Linked DNA regions of Sus scrofa: region 1 is linked to region 2. The links are chromatin contacts, called in public Hi-C maps. All regions are on one chromosome and are shown on one strand. Each heading gives the region's core, a stretch centred on a gene start, on an enhancer-like site or on the middle of the called end of the contact. The rest is flanking DNA. Distances are from core to core; before and after follow the strand shown.

The links. Hi-C and Micro-C count contacts between places; a contact is called where the count stands out from the background.
Region 1: a contact with region 2 is called in a Hi-C map of liver, with 2.6 times the contacts expected there. The contact joins two enhancer-like sites. A contact is called at or near these places in 4 of 47 Hi-C or Micro-C datasets (liver and mesenteric adipose tissue) and 2 of 2 datasets of contacts at active chromatin or transcription factors (alveolar macrophages and skeletal muscle).

Annotation. Positions count from the first base shown.
Region 1 is chr6:155,974,706-155,979,753 of Sscrofa11.1, forward strand. No RefSeq gene overlaps it. Among named protein-coding and RNA genes, the nearest start is that of PLPP3, 180 kb to the left of the region's middle. Within about 2 kb of position 1,301, at least 9 of the 83 cell types and tissues checked have an H3K27ac peak or open chromatin away from gene starts, as enhancers often do. A contact at or near this core is called in liver, where this site is marked.
Region 2 is chr6:155,871,230-155,876,113 of Sscrofa11.1, forward strand. All of the region lies in intron 4 of PLPP3 (phospholipid phosphatase 3), which reads left to right. Among named protein-coding and RNA genes, the nearest start is that of PLPP3, 73 kb to the left of the region's middle. Within about 2 kb of position 3,167, at least 6 of the 83 cell types and tissues checked have an H3K27ac peak or open chromatin away from gene starts, as enhancers often do. A contact at or near this core is called in liver, where this site is marked.

The sequences.
Region 1 (5,048 bases), core at 51-2,550, 100 kb after region 2:
CAGACTTTTCCCCCATGTATATATTTGTAAACTGCTTTTCTATTTAACAATATATGATGAATATCAGTCTATAGCTGTGTTTCTGTATCATTTAAAAAGACCACATAGTATTTCATTATATGAATGTGTCATTTATTTAATCAATCATTTGTTGTTAAATGTTTAGCTTATATCTAGTTTTTTACTGCTTAAAAAATGTGTTAAAAAATCCCATGATAAATATTCTTGCAGCTTAAACTTTGTGTATATCTTTACTTACTTAGGATCAATTCCTAGAAATGGAATTGATGATTTAGAGTGCATTTGGGGAGTTCCTGCTGTGGTACAGTGGGTTAATGACCTGGCCGTATCTCTGAGGTGACATGGGTTTGATCCCCAGCCCAATGCAATGGATTAAGGATCTGGTGTTGCTACAGCTGGGGTGTAGGTTGCAGCTGCAGCTGGGATTTGATCCCTAGCCCAGGAACTTCCATCTGCCATGGGTGCAACTAAAACAGAAAAAAGAAGTGCATTTGGGTTTTCAAGATATTTCAGTGTACTCCCTTGCCAAATTATCCTCCAGGAAAGCCGTAAAAATTCAAATTCCCACCAGCAGTGAGTGAACCTTCCCGTTTCCCTGTTCCCTCAAGGAGTGAATAAAAAGATCTTTACCCAACACAAAATACCATATTCTTTCAATTCCCCCTTCTTGCTTCTTGATTTAGTTCAAGTGATGCTCTGTATTATAAAGTTTTAATAAGTTAGTTACCCAAGAATACAGTCTGAGTGGGGCGGGGTCACAGTGACCAGAGAGCTGAGTGGGAGGGGGACGTATGGGTCTGAGTTTGGTTAGGCAGTGGGATGGGTTGGTTGGAGAGGACCTGGGTAATTATTCTCACCCACAGGGTGTTGGCTGGTGGTTAGTGTCTGGCCCAGCTGGGGAAGGGTGAGTCTTGCCCAGGGGTGCTTGCTCCCCAGGGAGTGTGGTGGGCAGTCCAGATAACAGAGCAGGTCACAAAAGTCCACCCAGACAAAGGAGGTCTATGGGCAGACAGACAGTAGGGAGTACAGACATGCCCTCCTGGGGCTGGCACCTTTAGGATCAGCAGGGAGAAGCAGAGTTTCAAGCTAGGAAAGAGTGGTCATTGGTATGACCTACCCAATGAGCCCAAATGGCCTGGCTGCCAAAGGGTCCCACCCATTTGTCATCCACCCCTTTGGTGAATTCTCCATGATCCTGTGGGCTTTTAGGCTTGGGCATCTATTGTGTGAGGTCTCCCGCAGCACATCTGTGACTCAGGGGAGACTCTGCTCATGAGATTGAAGGAATTTATTATGTAACTTGCTACATCACGTTTGCAGGGGTGGAATGCTCCTTTTGGCAATAACAAGCTCCTGCTTTTGCTGAAAGCAGACCTAGTGGGAAAACCCACTCCTGCATGCAAAGTTGTGTGATAAACCTGAAATATGAATGAGGAAAAATAGATACATGAACTGTCTAATGACATCCGGATAAGACCTCAATTATTTATCATATAGCAGGGCCAGTGCTGCCCATGGGGCTGTAGATACTACAAATTGTTTGGCTCAATCTTCTCCATAGGTAGCGTCCCTTGGTTTGACTTTTGACCTTCTCTCTCGCTCTTTTTTTTTTTTTTTTTTTCAATTAATAAGGTTGGCTGGCTCCCCTGTGTCTCCCAGTATGACTCAGCTTCCTTTGGAAGTCATGGGGGTTTTCGGCCTCTCCTGCCTGGGAGCCCATGTACGTCCTTTAGGTGACGGTGCATATTTCCGTTCTGACCCACTGATTGGGCCACTGTGCTCATCTCCTGCCCAGCTGAAGGCCTTGGGGTTGACCCTAGGCCTTTGGGCTCTAGGATGAGGTCTGATAAGAGCAATGACCTGGTGCTGGAGCACCCTGGGGATTGTGCAGGAAACTTCAGCAGAGGGCAGGCACAGGGTCAGATAGGGCACCTGCTGAGCTGTGACCTGCCAGGAGCACCTTCCCTGGAATTGGGGGCTGCCCTCCAAGTGGGCTCAGCAGGCTGGCCTACTTGCTCCCCCAAGCCCCAGCTGACCACACCAGGCTTCCTCGATGACTAAATCACCTACCTCAGTGTGGGAGAGGAGAAGTGGTCCCACTGTGGGAATGAGAGGGCTTTAAAGGCAGAGACCTCATAAAAGTGAGGCTCATTAGCCAAGCAGTGCCTCAACTTGGCCTGTCTACACTTGCCCTACTACACTGAGGTTCAGCACTTAAGCCAAGTAGGGACCTGGCTGTGTGCTGTCAATTATTTATTTACCCATCCTCTACCTTGCTATAGAGCACACAAAGGCAGCTCACTTACAGAGATACACTCAAGATAACAAGATAAAGTACATCTCAAGTGAAACAGTGCAGCAAAGAAAAGATCCAGGTAGGAAAGGAGAAGGGATCAGTGGCAGGTAAGCGCACGTATCACAGATGTTGCCAGGTCCTTTATACATGCACCTGGGGAGCCACAGCCTTGGGTCAGGGTTTCTAGTAATCAAGGGAAAAGGGGGCATACCAACCCTATTCTTCAAAGCCTGGCCCCAATGTCTCACCTCCTCTATGAAGTCTTTATTGAATATATATGGGGTGAGACCCATTCTTTTGGATGTTAACATAACTCCTCTCAAAACTTGAGTTCACTCAAAGCAAAGACCACATATGTGTCTCATTTCACTTTGGGAAGTCTGAGAATTGGGATATGTGATTTGGGAATCAGAACTGGGTTCCATCTGGGTTCTGAACATGAGCTGTGTGACCTTGGTAAGCTGTTGGACCTCTCTGAGCTTTAGGAGGTTGCTGAGAAGATTAAAGGGGGGGGGTGTTTTGGTTCTGATTTTTATGGATGAAGAACCCAGCTCTTGGAAAAGCATTCCTTTCCTAGTTCTCTACTAGCTGTATATGTGGCAGATTCATGTTTTTCCTGATTGCATTGACTCTAGGCAAAAGAGGCTCAGAAAATTTCAACCACGTGTCGGAAATCCTATAGCCAGTTGCAAGGACTTAAACCTGGATCTTTTTCATAGTTCTTGCTCTTTCTATGATATACACTGTCTCTCCCTAACACCCTCACTTCAGCTGTCTTCCAGAGAAGTTTTCTTTTACAAAGGGTCCCAAGTTAGCAGAAATGTCATTGGGTTAAGAAGACAAGTGACTGCTTGTCCTGGGGGTGGTTCTGACCTTTGCTTCATGCCTCCATTTCTGGACTGTTTTGAGCCTTGGAAATTTAAGGAGGGTATACAGTGGAAAGCCGTGCCACCAGGGCTTCTAACTGCCGAAATCCATTAAGAGAAGTCTTTTTGTGTGTGTGTGTTCTTAGGGTGGCACCCGTGGCATATGGAGGTTCCCAGGCTAGGGGTCTAATGGGAACTGTTGCTTCTGGCCTAAACCAGAGCCACAGCAATGCCAGATCCGAGCTGCGTCTGTGACCTACACCACAGCTCATGGAAACGCCAGATCCTTAACCCACTAGGTGAGGCCAAGGATCGAACCCACAACCTCGTGGTTCCTAGTTGGATTTGTTTCCGCTGTGCCACGATGGGAACTCCAAGAGAAGTCTTGGACTGAAACCTCTGAGTGCACACAAGGGTCCCTGGAGCTCCTGTTGTGGCTCAATGGGTTAAAAACCTGCTAGTATCCATGAGGATGCCGGTTCGATCCCTGGCCTTGCTCAGCAGGTTAAGCATCTGGTGTTGCCACAAAGCTGTGGCGTAGGTCACAGATGTGGCTCAGATCCCAAGCTGCTGTGGCTGTGGTGTAGGCCATTGGCTATGGCTCAGATAATTAGACCACTAGCCTGGGAAACTCCATATGCTGTGGGTGCGGCCTTAAGAAGCAAAAAAAAAAAAAAAAAAAAAAAAAAAAAGAGGATCCTGGGTTTTCTGGACGGCACAGGGTCCCCTTGTTCTTAGGAGAAAACTTAGAAGTAGAAAACCTTTCCATGAGGCATGCTGGGATGAAGTCAAGTGGGAACAGGAGCTAAACCGGGCTCCGGGAGACCTCAGGGTTGTAGAACGTGGGAGAGGAAGTGGGCATCAGACTGCTGGGCTTTGGGGAGTAAGTCAGGGTGGGATTGGTGCTAGGGTGGCCTCCGTGGGGCGTCAAGTTCCTGTGGATGCGGACGCTCACTTGCCCTCAGGATCCCTCGGGGCTGTCTGGGTGTGTGGGTTCAGACAAGAAAAATATCTCCTTGGCTGCAAGCTCTATTGGTTACTAGTTGTTTCCACTTTTCCGACCAGGGCAGGCTTTGTGTTCAAGGACCTCAGTCTTGCAGACAGTGACTGGGGTGGGGGGGCAGGCCACACAATCCCTCCGGCCCATGGGTGCTTTGGCAAGTCCAAGGCCACTGAGGTTCAGCACCAGAAAACACAGAGAAGTCCCTTAATTTTTTCCTTCATAGGAAGATGTGAAGTTATAGAAACAGGATTAGATGCCAATTAGGAGCAGTTTGTCCATGATATTAATCAATCAGTCCATGGAGACAATCTAGTACGAGGTGTTGTGTGCGCCGCTTGGTGATGGAGATAAAGCATGAGGAAGACATGGGATCGCCCTCAAAAGACCTTTGTGATGCAGACAGATAGCTAATCACGGAAGCAGGCAGGCCTGTTCCTACAGGGCCCTGTGTCCTGACTCAGGTCACGCTGCGCTTCAGTGGTGGGGGTGGGGAACTGCTGACGGCCTCCTGGACGGCAGATGGCAAAGTCTCTGGCTGCTTTCGAGGGTATATTTGAGTGGAACAAGTCTGGAAGCCGGGAGACTCCCAGATTTCAGAAACATTCAAGAATTTCAGAAAGTATGTAGGTATAGGTGGTAGAATCCCAGAAGCATTAACTGACAATCAAATTAAACCAGAACCTATATTGCGTTTTCATTGGCTAGCTTATGAAATGCAGTTACAGCTCTCCTGAACTCCCAGAAACTCTCATTTGGCATTGCTGGAGTCTTCCCCCTTAGTCTACTAGTCTGGGTTTCAGATTCCATTTGTAGGAGGTCCATGGTGCCTTTCTTCCAAGTGGCAGGCAGTGTGTTTGGGGGG
Region 2 (4,884 bases), core at 1,917-4,416:
TGGGGTCTGGTACGCCCACGAGACATGCCCGCAGATCCTGGGAGTGTCTGGTGAAACCCCTTCCAGGAACAAGATTGTTGTTTACAAGGGGGAATAAGCCACTGTACCAGATGTTTTTCCTCTTCTTCATCTCTGCCTCACCCATCCACCCATCCACCCACCCATCCATCCATCCATCCATCCATCCATCCATCCACCCATCCACCCATCCATCCATCCATCCACCCATCCACCCATCCATCCACCCATCTATCTATCCATCTAGCAGTTTCTGAGTACCCGTTCTGTGTCAGACCCTGTGTGAGCACCTGGAGACACCAAGAGAGCTCACATTTTGTGAAGAAAGGCTGGAAAATAGATAGCTGCAAAGCAGTCAGTTAGCATGCTCTCCTGAGCTTGAGATCAGGTCACAGACTCTTCTCTAACTCTTCCCAAAGCTGTACACCTGTATTTCTGACATGGGTATTGTAAAAGTGTGTGACAGATGAGTTAGAGGAGGCCACCGTTCCAAATGTCCCATTCAGGTTGCCCTTTAGTCCATGACAGTGTGTAGTCCCCTCAAATTGCTTCTTTTCTCCAGAGACAAAAGTCCAATGTGAAAGACCAATAGCTGGCACTAATTCCTTACGGAAGCCAGTTGATTTCTGTGGTTAGAACATGGACTTTAAAAAGGCAAATCTGGGAGTTCCTGTTGTGCCTCAGTGGGTTAAGAACCCAACATAGTGTCCACGAGGGTGCAGGTTTGATCCCTGGCCTTGCTTAGTGGGTTAGAGAGCCAGCATTGCCTCAAGCTGCAGCATATGTCATAGATGTGGCTCGGATCTGGCGCTGATGTGGCTGTGGCATAGATCAGCAGCTGCAGCTCGGATTTGACCCCTAGCCCGGGAACTTCCATGTGCAGCTGGTGCAGCCATAACAAGAAAAAATAAATAAAAGGCAAATTTTACTCAATGTAGATCATGGCCCGTTGTTACCTTGAGCAGGGAGCATGGCCTCTTTTGTCCTTGATCTCTCCATCTGTAAAATAAGCAGGATGGTTGTGACAATTGCCGATGATGTATTTTCAGGCACCTTGCTCGGTGTCTTAATGCTCAGCAAACCAGCCATTCTTTTTCTCCCCTGATAGTGACAGAAAACAAGACCCGATTCCTTTTAAAGGAGAAAAATCAACTCCAGACTCCTCTTGGTCCCTAAAGTAGTGGAATAACTTCCCAGTGTCGAGTCAGTCACCAGGCATGTGAACCAGAGCCAAGTGTGAACCATGGAGGAGATGGGAGAAGGGAGAAAGTTTCTCCTGGTGGGTATCAGCGATCTGGGTAGACTTCCAGGAGGAGAGCGGGCGGGGACAGAGGAAGGACAAAAGCCTCCTTCTCAGTCTTAGCCCAGAGCTCCCAAGAGCAATGGAAATGAAGCCAGAGGACAGTACAGACCTGTTTCACCAGTATGCAAATCGTGTAATGAAGCCCAAATGACTTAGCTAGAACCAGGGAGGCTCACCCCCGTCTGACCTGCTGGTTCAGCCCCAAGGGGGAGGGGGAGGAGGACGAGGAGGAGGAGCCAGCTGGAACTCAGACCTTTCTAAGGAGGTTTTGTTGGAATCCCATAGGACCCCAGTTTTGAAGCTCGGACCAGGAAGGAGAAGGGACTGCTCACTGGAGTGAATTCTGGGTGCCAGGGACTTTCACCCCCGGGGGCGGGGAACAGACACACACCCTTCTGGTGCAATCTCCATGTCTGCCACCCAGCAGTTCTATTTAGCAATTGGAAGAAAAACTTAGTCCCAGAAAGGGACTGAAAGATTATTCTTTTCTGGTGAAGGAGCTTATATTCTCCATGCCTGTGTCTTTCATTCAGTTTTGAACAGAATGGATGCTCACAGCAGTTTTTTTGTTTTGTCTTTTTAGGGCTGCATCTACAACATATAGAGGCTCCCAGACTTGGGGTCTAATTGGAGCTGTAGCTGCCAGCCTATGCCACAGCCACAGCCACAGCAACGTGGGATCTGAGCCGTGTCTGCGACCTACACCACAGCTCACGGCAGCGCTGCATCCTCAACCTACTGAGTGAGGCCAGGGATCGAACCTGCGACCCCATGGATGCTAGTCAGATTTGTTTCTGTTGAGTCACAGCAGGAACTCCCACTTTTTTTTTTTTTTTTTTTTTAAAGTGAACGAATCTGCTTATGTCATAGAGGAGAAAGCAGAAACTCAGAGAAGCAGAATGCCTTGGCCAGGTTCAGACAGCTAGTGTGTAACAGAGAGAAGATTCCAACCCAGTTTCTCTGATGGCAAGTTAGACACTTTCTACAGCAGCATCACACTGATGCTTAGGAAGTGGATTCTCTGGGCCCAGAGGCCTTCATACTGATGGGGAGGTAAGACCCAAAGAGGACAGGAGCTCAGGGCTGCTGACCCCCATGAGAGGTCAGCGTGATTGAGGCTTTCTGATTTTGTCCAGCTCTGCTCACCCCTTTCTGTGTGTGTGTGTGTGTGTGTGTGTGTGTGTGTTTTGTCTTTTTAGGGTTGAACTGGCAGCATATGGAGGCTCCCAAGCTAGGGGTCAAATCGGAGCTGTAGCTACCGGCCTACACCACAGCCACAGCAATGCTGGATCCAAGCCACCCACAGCTCACGGCAACACTAGATCCTTAACCCACTGAGCAATACCAGGGATCGAACCTGAAACCTCATGGTTACTAGTCAGGTTCGTTAACCACTGAGTCATGACAGGAACTCCTGCTCACCCTTTTTTAACCATGCTTTTCAGAGTACCTGGGGCTTTGGTGAAGCCCCTGCAGGAGTTTTGATTCTGGGAAAGATTCCTTCCTGTTTGTTCTAGGACAGCACATTGCACCCTTGGGGGCGGGAGGTTTGACTCTCCTGACCCCCAGAGCATCCCCAGGGGAGCAGGGCATTCCAGGAGCTCCTGACCCATCCTGGTGATGCCCTGGCCTCTGGCCTGGAGAGAGCAGCTCATGTGAGCTGGGCTACAAACTGGCAAAATCCCCTCCTTTCGGTGGTCAAGACCGGAGTGAGGTGGAGAATGTTGTTATCACACCCTTTGATCAACCTCAAAGCCGGTTGCCCTCTGCTGACTCCTCAGATCAGAAGTAGTCACTGGGTGAAAGGTCATTGTGCCATGTCTTTAGTAATTTACTTGTGGTGGTGAAATCAACCAGCGTCATGGAGTAAATCACCTTTCGAGGTGAAAGGGTGACACAGATTTTTGAAGAGTGCCTTGAGTGCCTGTCTAATGCCAGGCGGGGTGCTGTGATGTCTCTTTCGTTTGTTTGGTTGGTTTTTTTGGGGGTTTTTTTTTGTTTGTTTGTTTTAAATTATAGTTGATTTACAGTGTTGTGCCTATTTCTGCTGTACAGCTTAGTGACTCAGTCATACATATATATACACACTCTCTTTCTCATTATCCTCCATCATGTTCTCTCCCAGGAGACTGGATGGAGTTCCCTAGGCTGTACAGTAAGATCTCATTGCTTATCCATCCTAAATGTCATAGTTTGCAGCTACTAACTCCAAACTCCTAGTCCATCCTGCCCACTCCCCCCTTGGCAGCCACACGTCTGTTCTTTCTGTCTGTGAGCCTGTGTCTGTTCTGTAGGCAGGTTCATTTGTGCCCTATTTTGGATTTGTTTGATCCTGGCCACCCCTTGAAGGAGAGGTACTGTCGTGTCTGTTTCACAGATAAGAAGACTGAGGCTTAGAGAAGTTAGTCAGTGGTGGGGCTGGCACTGGAATCGGGGCTGTCTCAGATACCCTCTCAAATTCACTTTAACCTGGAGCCCCGCTGCAGACACCACATATCGATCCTGAGATCTTGAAACATCTCTCGATAAATGTGTTAGTTAAGGATGGATTGGGGGGAGCAAGCTTCCACCTGCCCCCTGAAATTCCCTGTCTGCCTGCTTCCCAAAGGGATTCGTGCCCCACGATAGCCCCCTGCTCCTTTCTCATTCATAAGCACTCCCTTCCTGAAGCTATTCTGATGACAAGCCTCTTCCTCCCTCCTCAAGTTCCTCTCCTATATTTATTTTTTTCTTGTATTAAGCTCCAGCCGTAAGCATCTGAGTCAGTGGGAGGGGAGATGTGTGCCTCGTCCGGTTGGGAAACCCACCCTTCCTCTGCCTGGAGATCTCCAGGACTGGTGACCTAAAGTCTACATGGAGGGGGCGGGGAGAGTTGGAAGATTTTTTTGAACAATCATTGTCTGAGGATCTGCAGATATTTAAATTGAGAGAAATGAGAAAATCTCAAAGATGCCAGGTTCAAGTTAAGGAAAGTGGTTAGGGAATAAAATCACCTGTTTTTTATTTGATCTACGTTGTCACCAGTCTGTGCTACAGCCTGTAAGATAGTGCTTGTTCTACTTATTTGATATGTGTCTCAGATAGGAAACTGAGGCTAAGTGAGGTTTTTTCTGATGAAAAATCTTACTCTTTCTGTTAACCGCTCTACCCCTGTCCATCCACTGCCAGGAGTGACTGGTAGCGACCGCACTGCAAATGCGGCCGTTCTTGTTGCCTGAACTTGCCATTGTCCTAAAGACCATGATGAGTTGGAACCACCAACACCATCCCCATACTCACTCTCAGAAGGAAGAGTTTTTTTTTTCTTTCCTTTGTATAGCTGCACTTGTGGCATATGGACATTCTGGGGCCAGAGGTCAAATCAGAGCTGCAGCGGATGGCCACAGCCATAGCGAAACCGGATCTGAGCTGCATCTGCGACCTACATGGCAGCTTGCAGCAATGCCAGATCCTGAACCCACTGAGCAAGGCCAGGGGTCGACTCTGCATCCTCATGGACACTGTGTCAGGGTCTTAACCCACTGAGTCACAACGGGAACTCCTAGTTTTTTTTAATTGGTTAT